Linked DNA regions of Zea mays: region 1 is linked to region 2. The links are chromatin contacts, called in public Hi-C maps. All regions are on one chromosome and are shown on one strand. Each heading gives the region's core, a stretch centred on a gene start, on an enhancer-like site or on the middle of the called end of the contact. The rest is flanking DNA. Distances are from core to core; before and after follow the strand shown.

Region 1 (3,454 bases), core at 137-2,636, 240 kb before region 2:
TCACACGGTAGTCTTATATAACACAAGTTAGTTTTTAAAAGGTACAAGATAGTCTAATACAATACAAGATAATCCAACACATGTGATATATAGTCTACTAAGAAGCTATAGAGTATTGAAGTTTGAAAGTCATCCAGAGATGTGTGAATACGCGAAACCTGGAATTTTTCACTTACTAACAAAAACCTGATTCCAAATTAGTCGGTTAGAGCAAGAGGTAAGATAATCGGAGTTAGAGTGATGAGTTTTTGTAAAGTCTTGCTCAATGTATGTGTGGAATAAACTTGTGAGCAACTCAAGAGTCAAGATAATTAGAATGAAAATAAATGGAAGATAACATAGAGAGGAGGGAAAACAAAGAAACAAACACAAGGGTCGTCACAATTTATTTACCGAAACTTAGTTTCCAAACGAAGCATATGTCTTTGCTGAAACATCTCGTAGACTATTTCAACCTGATTCTTAAGATCAAACTTAAGTTCTCTCACTTTTCTCTATCGATAAAGTTATTTTTTAACAGACTTTGCACAGGAACATCTATATTTTTACCTTACTAGAGATGGCAATGGGTACCCGCTACCCGAAACCCGTTGGGTTTTTGCTCTATTAGGGTATGGATTTGGGTCAATTTTTTACCCATGGGTTTGTTAATGGGTTCAAATGGAAACCCAACGGGTACATGGATATGGGTTTGTTCTTCCACTACCCATACCCGCAAACCCATGGGTTTTTAAAACCCGCCTTAAAATCATTATTCCTTATAAATATGTATCATAATATTATTAATTGAATATGTTCTAATTGAAATAAAATTTATGTAACAAATTTTAGGCTAAAATTAGTTATCACTTGTTCCTTTTATGCTAGCTTATTAATGTATTGATTGTCATTTACATGATGAATTATTTTTTATGTTGATGTTAGTGGGTATGAGAAACCTGTTGGGTACCCGAAACCCGCATGAGTATGGATTTGGGCAAAATTTTATACCTGTCATGGGTATGAATTTTTTAGCGGGCGTATTTTTCTTCGCGGGTATGAGTTTGGCCAATTAATATCCAGTGGGTTTTTACTTATTGCCATCTCTACACCTTACGCAGGCTAGTAACTCCACAGCTGACATGTAGGTACAACCCTACAGCAAATCAGCAAGTGTATGTCCTTCAAAGAAAAACCAACGTGTCCTTTCCCTTTCAGCCTATCGCCCACTCTGATTCTAGTGGGACTCATTGTTCAGTGTAACAGATGCGCCTACGTGCCATCCTCCACATCAGACAACTGCCTCCCGACCGTCCTGGTCCCACCAGTCAGTATGTTTATGCTCCAAAATCCAAATGGATATGGATATCCACTAGACTCCCCGACAGAACCTGGCTTGCCGTCGCCTCCGCTCGGTCTCGGTCTCGCTCTCGCTGCACTCGTCTTCCCCGCCCGTCCCCTGATCTCAGATCCAGACCAAACGAATTCCACACTAAACCCCCCCTGCCCCAGACGTCGCGCGCATGAAATGAAACCCTAGTGAGTAGTGACCCTGTCCGGATCACTGCGTGGCGCCGCCATGGCACCCTCCGCTCTGGCCTCCCTCCCGGCGCCGCTCCGGTCACTGCGGCTCAAGACGAAGCAGCAGGAGCTACTGCTCCGCGTCTCGGCGCTGGCGCTCATCTACGTTCTCGCCTTCGCCGTCCGCCTCTTCTCCGTCCTCCGCTACGAGTCTATGATCCACGAGTTCGACCCCTACTTCAATTACCGCACCACGCTCTTCCTCACCGAGAACGGCTTTAGCGAGTTCTGGAACTGGTTCGATTCCGAGAGCTGGTACCCGCTCGGGCGCGTCGTCGGGGGGACTCTCTTCCCGGGTCTCATGGTGACCGCCGCGCTGCTCCACCGCCTCCTCCGCGCGCTCTCCCTCGCTGTCCACATCCGCGAGGTCTGCGTCCTCACCGCGCCTTTCTTCGCCGCCAACACCACTCTCGTCGCCTACGCCTTTGGCCGCGAGATCTGGGACTCCGGGGCGGGGCTCGTCGCCGCCGCGCTCATCGCCACCGTCCCTGGCTACATCTCCCGCTCCGTCGCGGGGTCCTACGATAACGAGGGCGTCGCCATCTTCGCGCTGCTGCTCACCTTCTACTTCTTCGTGCGCGCCGTCAACACCGGGTCGCTCGCCTGGGCGCTTGCCTCGGCGTTCGGCTACTTCTACATGGTGTCGGCATGGGGAGGCTACGTGTTCATCATCAATCTCGTCCCGCTCTATGTGCTTGTGCTGCTTGTTACCGGGAGGTACTCACAAAGGCTCTACGTGGCCTACAATTGCATGTATGTGCTTGGGATGTTGCTTGCGATGCAGATCCGTTTTGTTGGATTCCAACATGTGCAGTCCGGAGAGCACATGGCTGCTATGGGAGTCTTCTTCCTTTTGCAGGTAATTTTCATTTGCATTCTTATGGCATGGGTTGATCCAATTTGGAGACCGAGACCAAATGAACACCACCACTTTGAATATCATATAACTGATTTAGTAGATAGATAGTCTGGAGTTGTTTGATGGCTGACACAGGCCATGTTTGAATGCACTAGAGCTAATAGTTAACTGCTAAAATTAGCTGAAGACATCCTAACAGACTAGCTAATAGTTCAGCTATTAGATACTTTTAGCAAATTAGCTAACGGTTAGCTAGCTATTTGTTAGCTAGCTAATTCCACTAGCTATATTTTAGCCAACTAAATATTAGCTCTAGTGCATTCAAACACCCCCATATTAGAACCCATGTCATATCTTCCGTTACCTGTGCCACGTTTGAAGTGTGCCGTGTGCCCAATAAATCTTGCGAAGTGGACACTCGCAATCTAGTGATACACTTACACATGTGCTAGTGTCCATGTAAGTATGTTTCACTGATTAGAATAGTAAAATTTGACTTAAATGTCTGAGGTCAAATTAAATGCCACATTAGTTGCTTAAGTCTGAGCTGGCTGCAGCATGCATCAGAAAACACTGATTTGGGAAAATGCATACTGATACCAAAATTCCTTATAACATTAAGAGATACTGCTGCATTTACGCACACTTCAGATATTGCTGTTTATCTTTGCTTCATTTACCATGTATAACTCTTGATTCCGTATCTGGTTTGTAAAGGTAAAATGGATAATACATGACTCCTTTTTTGAAAAGCTCTTATGATGCCATCCATCCCAGTAGTGTTCTGATGCTTATTGCCTATCTCTATTCAACACTAGCAGAAGTGTAGTGCCATCCTGAACTGTTGATACTAAGGTCTTCCTGTACCTTCTTTGGACAAGCGTGCATACACGAGAGCTAAAAGAAACCTTTTTCTTTTATCAGGTTTTCTTCTTCTTGGACTGGGTAAAATACCTGCTAAACGATGCCAGACTGTTTAAGTCATTCCTTCGAATTACCCTTACATGTGTGATTACTGTTGGCACCCTGGCTCTT
Region 2 (3,307 bases), core at 291-2,790:
GTGGGGCCGTGGACTTTTCTTTTCGTTTGGCCTCTCCCCCTCTCTATTTATTTATTTACTATTAGGTTTTATTTGCAATTTGCACACCGTACTCGCATTATGCAACAGCAGCTGACCACCTAAATAATATATACTACTCCATCATATGTTTTGCCGATACGATACGATACGCACAGCGCTAAGAGAGGAATAACAATCTCTTTCCGATCTGATTCGCACAGCCTACTACCTGTCGTCGTTCTTGCTATGCAACGGCAGCTAAGAGCGGAACTGAAACTGATGTTACGAAGAGACAAGATCACAAGATAAAGAAAAGAAGCAATAAGGCTCTGATCTTGGAATTGTTAACAGGTCTTGTTTTCTTCATGTCTGGGGGGCATATTTTTGCAGCCTCAGGCACGGAGGGAGGGGAAACGAAGAAGAACATCCGTGAATGCCCCCAACGACTCCCCTTCCTAACAACAACAACAACCTGGATCCTAAAACTAAGTTAGCTTCTTGTTTCAGTCGACGGCAGCGGCTGCGGCGGCGGCGGCGGCAGATCTATGTCCAAGAAGAAAGAAAGAAAAGAACGAACGAACGAACGAACACACAAAAAATTGGATCCTAACAACTCCTCTAATTAAGTCAGAGCGCGCAACCAGATCCTCCATCCTTGCGCGGGCGGTCACCGGATCCGGCTGCAGAGGCGGGAGACGTCGGCGGGGCGGACGGGCTTGAGGAGGAAGTCCTCGGCGCCCTCCTCCAGGCACCGGCTGATGCGGGTGGGCACGTTCTCCGACGACATGATCACCACGGGGATCGCCCGCAGCGCCGACGACTCCTTCACGTGCTTGAGCAGCTCGTACCCGGTCATCCCGGGCATCCAGTAGTCCGTGATGATCATGTTCACGTCGGGGACCAGCCCCAGCGCCAGCAGCTCCAGCGCGCGCGTCGCCGAGTCCACGGTCGTCACTGCACACGTAAAATCCAAGGAGGTTAGCTGCATGGTTCAAATAAAACGAGCTGCTGCGCGGGCGCGGACAGCCAAGGCAGGCACCGCTTCTTCCTCTGCTCGGTGCTCACCTCTGTACTTGGAGCTGCGCAGGATCTTGGCGATCACCGCGCGGTCCACGGAGCTGTCGTCCACCGCCAGCACGTGCTTCTCCTCCAGCTCCAGCTCCAGATCCAGATCCACCGCGTCGACCGGCGGTGCCACCGCCTTCCGGTCGCCGGCCTCCGGCGCCACGGACGGAGTAGCAGTGGCAGCAGCAGCCATTGCAGTTTGCAAGAGACAAACAATCCAACCGAATCTTCTTCTTGCGCCGGGAGGGAAGCGATGCGGTTGCGGACGCGGAGATCTCTTCTCCTTCTCTTGCGAGTGTGGATGTATGTACTAAGCAGGAGCAGACGGGCGGTTGCGGCGATGAAGTCGGAGGCGCGGGCGGGCGTGTATATATACACAGGTGCAGTGCAGGGGAGGAGTCAGTCAGTCAGGAGGAGACTCGGCACGGCACGGCAGCAGCGGGTAGCTAGCAAGCAGGGATGGTGGTGGTGGCGGGGCAAATCTCAGAGGGGATCCGAGGCGCGCGGATCGAGTATAGGACGGCACGGCACGCGGGCCAGGCCGATCCGGGGCGCGGATCCGCGGGGGGGCCCATGCGGCGGGGCCCGCGCGGCGATACGCAAGGGATTTCCCTGCCTCGCCTCTCGCTGTCACCGCCCGCCCACCCACGTACGCGCGCCTTCTTTTGGCCCCCTGGTATTTGCATCTTCGGATTCTGGCCAGATTTGCGTTGCGTGCGCATCCCTGTGAGTTGGTGCCGCTTCGCCTTTTGCACGCCGCCGAGCGACCCTTTCTAGGTGAGCAAGGCAGCTAGCTAGCTGTTCGCAAATCTCCTCGGATTTCCACGATATTTCTACTTTATATTCGAGACAAATCTCCTCGGATGTACAAAACAAATTCTTCAAGGCAAATCTCCTCGGATTTCTAAAACAATTCTTCTTTATATTCAAGTACGCATCCGGATATGCTTTGTTTGGATACGGTCATACTCATGCGGACAAGTTGTTTGAGTTTTTTTTCCTTTTTTTGTTGCTGTCGTTTTGTTCATTTACAACGACAACAAATAGAGGTGGGTATGATCGGATCAATTTCAAAGTGACAGTAGTGGGATATGGGGTTTAAGTACACAAATACGACACAATGTCGTGATCGAACTCTTAGGACTTGTTTAGTTAGAAATAGATCGGTAGAGATTAGAAACATGTTTGGAAGAACAAAAAGATATTTTCGCTCATTTAATCCCCTACGATCCCAAAGGATGTCCTAAGGGAAAAATAAATTAATTTCTCCCATCAATCCCTCTTGACCCTTCCAAACTTCTTCTAACCAAACAAGTAATTGGTTCTAACACAACCTTGCTCAAGCAATAAACTTTGTGGGGGTTATAGCAGGTCTCACCTCTCTCCAATAGTTATGTACATTTAGCGCCTTAAATTATAGATTTAAGAAGTTGCTAAACACTTTAAGGAGTAGAAAAATGTATGTGCTCTAACAGTTCCCTATTTATTGATTGCGAATTTTGAAAGTTGTCTATGACAACATAAAATAAACGAGCATGCTTTCTATTTTTAACTGAGCCGACAGTAGAAATCTATATCAACAACCTTCTTTGATGTCTTGAGAGGTCAAAGTTATCGATGGAAGACCAGACGTCACGGTGATGGCTTCAAGACATCACAGGATGTGCTCTGACGACGCCTCGACATAAAAGGTTGTCTAGCAGTGGCGGCATCAAGACATCTGGGCACTGTAGATGAATTTGTGGTCAACAGGACAGTGGGACAACGCAAAACAATGGCAAAAGTGTGATTTTCACAATGGATTTAGTACCTACGTTGATTTAGGGAGTCCCAACAAGGTTGGTAAATGTAGGGATGAAATTGAGTTTTGTAGAGAGTTTGTAAATTTAAGGAACTGATTTACATAACTATTGGAGAAGAGTTTTTTCTCGAAAACTTGTTAAATTTATATTTAGGGACTTGTTTACATAACTATTGGAGATGCTTCAGATTGACTCACCAATAAAGGGTCATGCAAAAAAAGTACTCGAACAAGTCCTTAGTTCTAACACAACCTTGCTCAAGCAATAAACTTTGTAGGGCTATAGCGGGCCTCACCTCCTTATATAACCAAATTCGCTTACAACTCGACGGTCATGCACAAAATGTACTCGTTGTCATCTAGCAAAAAAAATATACCTTCAAACACAATTCAACTATTTTGTACTTTCCGTTCTCAATAACAAACTAAAAGGGATATGTT

What was found. Hi-C and Micro-C count contacts between places; a contact is called where the count stands out from the background.
Region 1: a contact with region 2 is called in a Hi-C map of ear, with 2.3 times the contacts expected there. The contact joins the promoter of LOC100192699 here to the promoter of LOC541624 in region 2. A contact is called at or near these places in 3 of 25 Hi-C or Micro-C datasets (bundle sheath, ear and tassel).

The regions. Positions count from the first base shown.
Region 1 is chr10:150,360,777-150,364,230 of Zm-B73-REFERENCE-NAM-5.0, reverse strand. LOC100192699 (oligosaccharyl transferase STT3 subunit) reads left to right here and starts at 1,386. Exons shown (of 6, transcript NM_001137902.2): 1 at 1,386-2,419; 2 at 3,344-3,454. The coding sequence starts at 1,559.
Region 2 is chr10:150,121,192-150,124,498 of Zm-B73-REFERENCE-NAM-5.0, reverse strand. LOC541624 (cytokinin response regulator 2) reads right to left here and starts at 1,540. Exons shown (of 2, transcript NM_001111379.2): 1 at 1,066-1,540; 2 at 336-954. The coding sequence starts at 1,258. The coding sequence ends at 668.